2 separate regions of the Ovis aries genome follow, and region 2 is linked to region 1. A link is a contact called in public Hi-C data. All regions are on one chromosome and are shown on one strand. The core of a region is the stretch at or near the end of the contact, and the rest is flanking DNA. Distances in the headings are between cores, read along the strand shown.

Region 1 (3,794 bases), core at 965-3,464:
AGTTTGAAATGGAAATTCAGTACATCAAAGTTATGTCCCAACAAAAGCCTTTAAGCCTCCAGTCAAGGGCATTACCAGAGCCCAGCTGGTATATCACAAGGCATGTGGTTTTGTGCTAGATCACAAAAGCTGACAAAGTGTTATTTGGGATCATCAGCTAAATACAGTATTAAATTAGAGAGCTACCATCCTGACTGTTCAGGTTTGGCTCCCCATGTAGCAGGGCAGGACAGAGCTGGGACGGATGCCGCCTCCCTCCTGTGTGTCCTCTGTTCCGGGTCATGGTGACCTCAGTGGCCAGCCAGCTGCAGAATGAAAAAAATGAAACCATTCCTGGGTTAACAGGAAAAGATGAATTTCAGGTCTTGTCACTTCTGAGAAAAACCCGCCCCCGGGCTGTGCCCCTGTCATCAGGAGGCCAGAGCCACCCAGGAGGTGGGCAGGCAGTTCACTCTGACCTCTGGGGTTCTTCCCCCACTGACCCCCCTAGTTTCTTACCCTTCCTCATAATCACTTACGTATCCAGGCACGTGGTTTTCTGACATTCGTTGCAGGCAGGCACTTCTACACCTGAATTTTCTGCTAATGGACATAAATGTGTTTTTTACCACCGACATCTCACTCACTCGTTCTCACTTGGTAGAACCAACACTAAAGGTGTTCATTTCTTATTTCATGGGGAAGCATTTTAAAGGGTCAGGAGAGTAGTTGTCTACTCTGGCGGGTGATCATGTTGTCCCGTGTCTTTAAAGGAAGTAGGATTCTCACTGAAAGAAGAGCCATGTTATACCAGGACATGTATGAGTGTTAATATCTTCCCATTAAAGGCCCAACCCCAGGATGTTAGGACTCGTTAGTACTGTTTATCAGTCAGAACTCAGTCATCTTAGGAGAGCTGCTGTATCCATGGTACTGTGGTGGTTGTGAGTGTTGGGGGGTGTGAGATGGGTGGATGAAAGTTTTTTTTAACCACCGTTTTGCTTAGGAAAGACTTTCATTTGATGAGATGTTCTTTTTTTTTAGAAGTCAATTAAGTGTCAGCTGCTTTGACTAAATAGTTTTTTGTGCTTTTGCCCAGGAAGTGTTGTTAGACCTGTACAGAGCTGTGCTATTAGGTATTAAGTTGGTGTTTTACTTGCGGAATTGGAATCCGACTGTGGGGTCTATATCTTCTGTAGCTTGGTTAGAGAGTTGACCACATGAGCCCTGAGTATACAGCACAGTTTGTGACTGTAGGAGACTTTCTATGAGTGACACTGCTGCCCCTCAGAGCCTGGCTTTAAGGGCTCACGTCCAGGTTTCACCCTGGAGAAAAACACCAGAAGCCCACCTGGAATAGTCAGGGGTTTTTTCCTCTTGCTGCGGTGGGGTTTTAAGAGAATTTTGCCATCCCCGATAGCTGTATGACGTTGGGGGCTAGGCAGTGTTCTCCACTCCTCGAGAGAGACTTAAATTCAAAACATTTATCCATTTGTCCCATAAATATTTACCCAGTGCCTAGTAGCAGGCACTGTCCTAGGTACAGGAGTAAAGCAGTAAACAAAGCGAGGCCTGCTTTCAAAGAGCCTATTTTCTGGTTGGCCAGGAGGAGTTAGAAGCAGAAAGGTGACAGTGAGTGACTGCACAGCCCACTTTGAGGACCTCATCAGCGCTCAGAACACGGAGGAGACGGGCGCTGTTACTGTCCCTGATTCACAGAGAGGGAAACTGAGGCACAGAGCGGTTAAAAATAACTCACCCAGGGTCACAGCGCCAGTGCTGTTGGCATTTCAACCCAGGTTGTCTGCCTCCAGGTTTCATGAACACTGGGCCATCTTGTTTGCCTGTTAAAAAATAGCCTGATCTGTTTATTTCTACCTGAATAAAGAAACAAATACTGTATGATAATAAGTGTGACAAAGAACAGTGAATGTTCTGGATGTTGACGTGGGTGTGTGTGCACACGGGTGCTGCCTTGGCTGGTGTGGAGGGAGCAGGTGGCGCCCCTACGGCGATTTGAAGGAAGTGGCACTGTGATTCATGTAGATATCCGCGCGGAGGGTACTCCACGCGGTGGGAACAACAGAAGCAAAGGTCCCGGGGTAGTTGTGGGCTCAGCAATAGCAAAAGAGAAGCGAAAAGGCCTCTGTGGTCGCACTGGGTAAGGACAGTGGAGGGGAGCAGATGAGGTGGTTGGGCCTTGTAGGGCGTGGGCAGTTCTTTGGTTTTACTGAGTCAGAAGGGGAGCCAGCCAAGAATTTTTGAGCAGGAAAATTACGTGATTAAAACAATCACTTTGGGAGCTTCCCTGGTAATCCACTGGCTAAGACTCTGAGCTTCCACTGTAGGGTGCACGGGTTCGGTCTGCTCGTCAGGGATCTAAGATTCCAAATGCTGCATGGCTTGGCCAAAACAATATATATAAAGGGATCGCTTTCCATGCAATGCAGAGAGTAGTTTAGGGCAAAGGTTGGCTTACCTTGGCCCCAGGGCCAAATCCAGCTGCTGCCTGTTTCTGGGCAGCCAGCAAACTGAGGATGTTCTTTACATTGCTAGAGGGTTGGGAAAGAAGTAAGATGACTTGAGAATATTCTGTGGCACATGAAACTTGTATGAAATTCAGGTTTCAGTGTCCGTTCACGCTCCAGTTTTATTGGCACAGAGCCATGCTCAGTTGTCTGCGTAGTGTGTGAGGCTGCTTTCAAGCCACGGCAGCCAAGTTGAGTAGTTGCAGCAGAGACCATCTGGCTCACAGAGCCTGAGATATTTACTCTCCGGCTCTTTAAGAAAAAGTTTGTTGATCCCTGGTTTAGGGGGGCCAGGGATGGAGGCAGGGAGACTCGTGAAGAGACTGTTGCAGAGGCCTGTGGTGGCTCATCTGGACCAGGGCAGCGAGAAGCGGTCAGATGCTGGATGCATTTCAGGGGAAGAACTGAGTGGTTGTCTGCAAACGTGAGGACTTGGGGATGATGCCAATGTTTTTGCACCGAACAACTGGAAATGCAGTTCCCATTCACTGAGATGGGGAAGACTGGGAGCAGCAGGTGAGGGAGATGGGCCAGGAGACAGCCCTGTGTTGTGTTAATGTCACGATGCCACGTGGATAGGTGCAGAAGGCAGGCAGTTTAGAGGGGTCTTGACTTGAGCCAGGCTCCTCACTGTTGTCAGTGGATTGAAGGGTTGTAAAACTGCGGAATAAATGGAATCCGGTAGGGGGTGTGAATGGATGGAGCACAGAGGTACTCAGTGATGAGAGGAAGGGGAGAAGGGAGCGAAGGAGGTGAGAAGGGACTCCACGGAGGGAAACCAGGAAAGTAGAGTGTCTTGGAGGAGCGTGTGTCAAAGCAGCAAACAAGGTCGTCTGTGTCAAACCTTCTAAAGTCAGGTGAGATGCAGGCTGAGAGCTGACCCTGGGCCTGGCAGTGTGGGTCAGTGGTGACTTTGATAAGAGCCAGATGAATGAAATGGCAAGGGTGTCACTGACTCTAGCTGGTTCAAGCACAAACGGGAGGAGAGGAAGCAGAGCAGGTGCTTTGGAAGCTGTGTTTTCTGCTGCCCCAGTGTGGGCTGGGAGGATGCCGAGAGCTGGATTTGACCTAGGTTTGGAAGTCTGCCTGGGGAGTGCTGGCAGGGGAGGGGCAAGGGAGCCAAGCACCCGTGTGATGGTGGGTAGTGGCCTCTGGACCAAGCAGGGGGCAAACGTGAAGCATGAGTGAGAGGAGGGGCAGCAGGAGGCCCTGGGTCACTGTATTCAAGGAACTGTTGTTCAGTTGCTCAATCATGTCTAACTCTTTGCAACCCCATGGACTGTAGCC
Region 2 (3,794 bases), core at 400-2,899, 91 kb before region 1:
TTTTCACTTGAGAAGACAAGAAAAAGAACACATGTTGTTACAACTAGAGCAAAATTCACTCTGACAGTCAACTTGGTGCCAAAATACTCAAAGGAGGACCTTGCGCTGCTTCTGCTAGTTGTCACCCACGGGTAGAAAAGGACAAAATAAAATGTAGAGGATTGAAAGGTTCTCACTGCAAACCATACAAGATCCACACAGAGGGGTTGGAGCTCTGCTTTTCTTTCAACTTTTCTTCCTTTTTTTTTTTTAAACTTGGAGCTTTCAGCCCTCTCCTTTGTTTCCGGTACTACCTGCCCACGTGCACAATTCCTGAATTTATCTGCGACGGGGCATTTTCATCTTTGCCATTTCCTCTGGCTTTAGGCTTCTCTGTGCAGTGTGTGTTGGTTTCCTAGGTGTGGACGGATTTGCATAGAAGCTGCAGCGGTGTGTCTGTCCCTCCTCTCTCCCTCTCAGGATGGCCCCTAACCCGCTTCTGGGTTCTCCGCGACTGAAACCTCGCTGGTCTCCTCGTCTTGCACTGGCCGTGAGTGCAGTGGACGCTGGAATATTCGCTCGGGAAAGCCACGAATGTGAGTCCAGGATGGAAGCAAACTTGGCTCGCCTCGCCCTCCGAGCAGGCTCGCCGAGGCTCAACGTTTCTCTAAGATTTTGCTCGGCGGCCTCATCCTGGGACAGGCATCTATGAGTCATCGGCTCTGCGGGTCACATGGCCAACGTGACCAAAATAAAGTTTCAGTATTTTAAGCCGCTAGAAAAGGGGACAACGGAGCACACCGGGGGCGGGCGACGGCGGGCACAGGCTGGCCGGGCACCCGCGCGAGGGGCCGCGGCGGCGCGGGCCGAGGGGGCGGGGCGTCGGCGGGGGGAGGGGAAGGGGCGGGGCCAGGCGGAGACGCGACCCAGCCCTCACGGCCCGCAGCGACGCCCGGACTCTCGGGCCGGCTGGCTCCCGAGCGCTACGACCGGCGGAAGCCAACCCCAAGCCCCCACGGCCCTCGCTGCCCCCCGGAAGCGGGAGGCTGAGGGATCCCGGAGATCCCGCTGCCTTCTCCACTGCCACCGGGACCCCACGCGCCGGCAGCGGCTTCCCCGGGAACGTCCTTCAGCCCCGGGAGCACGCGGGAAAAGCCCCAGCGCGCCAATGAGCGAGCGCCTTCCTCATGACGGTCACGCTCGGGGGCGGGGCTTCCCTTCGCCGCTCCCGAGTTCCGGGAACCCCCTTTGATTGGTCTGGACGGCCTGGGAAACACTGTAGGAAGGCCCAATCAAAATGTCACGTCTCAGCCTCGAGGAAATATTCCGTGTCGGCCCCTTTCTGATTGGGCAGTTGTTTCGAGCTCTGGCCACTGGAAAGCTTTGTTTAGGTCTGGAAGGCGGGCTTTCCTGGGAGTGGGTGGGGAGGGGGCGTTGAGTCTTGACCAATCCTTTCATTCCGTTGGGTGGTGACCAGCCAATGGGCCGGATGGGTAGGACGCTCCTCCCGGAGAGTAGTGAGACCCCTGGTGCGGGGCGATTGGTGGTGGGAGCGATGAATGGCAGCCGCGCGGCCCAACGGGTGCAGTGCGTGGGCCGCGGGGCGGGGCCAGGGCGGGTGCGCGGCGGCGGCGGGGTGGCTGGGCCGGCGGCGGCGGCGGTACGAGGCGCGCGCTCGGGGTCCCGGTCGCGAGGAGGAGGAGGATGTGGCGCGCGGAGGGGAAATGGCTGCCGAAAACAAGCCGGAAGGTAAGAGCCGGAGCGTGAGGGGCTAGGGGCGGCGCGGCGGGCAGCGGGACCCGGCCCCGCCGGACATCCCGGGCATCGGCGGCGCCGGGCGGGAGCGCGGGGGCGCGGCGGTGGCGGCGGCGGCGGCGTCGGCGGCGGGCGGGCGCCCCGGGCCGGGGAGGGGGCGGCGGGTGGGGGGGCGGAGCGCGGCCGGGTCCTGAGGTGACTCGCGGGGCGGCGGAGCGCGGCGCCGCACACCCCCACCCGGGGGCGGGCTGGGGCCGGAGGGGCGGGGGGCCGGCGGGCGGGGGCCGGGCCCAGCGAGGAGGAGGAGCCGCGGAGGGAGGGCCGGCGCCTCCCCCACCCGGACCGGGCATCCCCGCCGCTCCCGGCCCCGGCGCGGCCCCCGCCCCCCGCGCCGGTGGGGGCCGCGGGGCGGAAAGTTTATCCTCCTCTGGCCCCCTCCGGCCCCGCGCCCCGCTGCCCCGGGCCGGTTCCCGTCGGGGCACGGTCGGCGCTCAGCCTCGCCGCCTCTGGTTCTCGGCGGCGGGGCCGGGCGGACTCTGTCCAGCCTCACCCTGGAGCCCCGTGGGCGCCTCCCAGAGCCGGCGGGGTCCCCGCGCTTCTCCCCACCAGGGGGACCCTCTCCTGCTGAGCGTCCCCGGGCAGAAGGGCCTCGTGTGACCCCTCCCCCTTCCCTTCCGGGGAGGGGGCCTGCGCAGCACCCCCGCCCCTAGCAGTCGCTCCCATCCCACTCTTGCCCTTGCGCCCCTCGCAGCCTGGAGGGTGGGGTCTCCGATGCTACGGCGAGTGAGGCTTTCCATACTCCCTTGCCCTTTACCTTCTGTGACCCTGATCCTCCTCTGGCAGAGGGGTCCGCCTCATCCTCTCATCTTCTGTGGAATCTTTGGGGCCTCTGCACACCATCTGTTGACCCTTTTGCCAGGACAAGAGGACTCGGGCTCCCCTTGTTCTTCTCCCTCTCCCAGTGGGTCATAGGGGCCTGGGCAGCTCTGAAGTCATTTCTAAATAGGAAAGCAGACACTTCTTACAGAGGAGGCATCCTCTCCGCACACTTTCCTGGGTTGGGGTGAGCTCATTTCCTGAATACCCTTTGAGTTGCCCTCTCTCTCTCTTTTGGGAAGAACTGGACATCCCAGGGCTCCTTTCCCACTTTCTCTGTCTCCCCTGTCGTGTTCCTCTCCTTGGAGTTCCTCCTCTGGGTGAGGGTTGTGGCCCCATCAGATGTAGGGCAGGGCTTCCATTGTGCCTGGTACTCGAGTGAGAAGGGGTCCCAGCAGTGAGCCTGTGTCTGAGGGAAACGGGTCTGCTCTGGCTTCCAGTTTACTCTTGCTCTTAGGTGGGGGAAGCATTCATCTATTGACACTGCCCCCCCCCCCCCACCTCAGCCTCCCCCAGAAAGAGGCTCCTGTGCCCTTGGCTTTGGGTGTTCATGATTACTGTCTTCTGTGCACTGAGAACCAGACTTGGTACATCTTTCATTCAAGAGACTTTGAACCTTCCCTGGAAATAAACTTCCCATTTCTTTTTTAAGAGAACTCATATCCTCCTTATGGCTTCTGTTTGCCAGTCAGCCATATTTAGTGAGCCTGTTACCTTGACTTTTTCTAATTTTCTTAAATTGTATTCATGTTGGCTGGGTAAAAAGAAGCCATATGCCTTTCCATCCAGAAAAGGGAGTGGAGACACCCATGTCGCCCACATGCCATTCGGGAAGAGGTTGCTAGTGTGCTCCTTGTTGTACTAGAACCTTCCTTGGGTCCTGGTGTTGTCTCTTGTGGGATCCAAACATTTCTTTCGAGCTTACAGGTTTCAGGGAAGGGGAAATTGAGAGGCTTTTTATTTTTTTGTGGCTTTGGTTCTTTTTTGGCAAAAAAAAAAAAAAAAAGGATACTATGCATTTGTTTATGTTTACACACATACAGGCAAATATTTATAGGTGGAATTACATCCATTACATTTATACAGGAAGTTGAAAGGGTTAGATGACTATCTCTACATCTTGGGTGTATGTGGAGACTTTAACGTGTAAGGACATAGATGTGCATCACGATTGTTGGGAACTC

Evidence for each region. Hi-C and Micro-C count contacts between places; a contact is called where the count stands out from the background.
Region 2: a contact with region 1 is called in a Hi-C map of mixed tissues, with 3 times the contacts expected there. The contact joins the promoter of CAMTA1 here to the enhancer-like site in region 1. A contact is called at or near these places in 8 of 16 Hi-C or Micro-C datasets (hypothalamus, liver, mixed tissues and 5 more).

The regions. Positions count from the first base shown.
Region 1 is chr12:45,868,536-45,872,329 of ARS-UI_Ramb_v3.0, reverse strand. It overlaps CAMTA1 (calmodulin binding transcription activator 1), which reads left to right. Exons shown (of 4, transcript XM_027975693.3): 4 at 1-3,794. Among named protein-coding and RNA genes, the nearest start is that of CAMTA1, 90 kb to the left of the region's middle. Within about 2 kb of position 2,214, at least 6 of the 54 cell types and tissues checked have an H3K27ac peak or open chromatin away from gene starts, as enhancers often do.
Region 2 is chr12:45,958,524-45,962,317 of ARS-UI_Ramb_v3.0, reverse strand. It overlaps CAMTA1 (calmodulin binding transcription activator 1), which reads left to right and starts at 1,649. Exons shown (of 4, transcript XM_027975693.3): 1 at 1,649-1,728. The coding sequence starts at 1,684.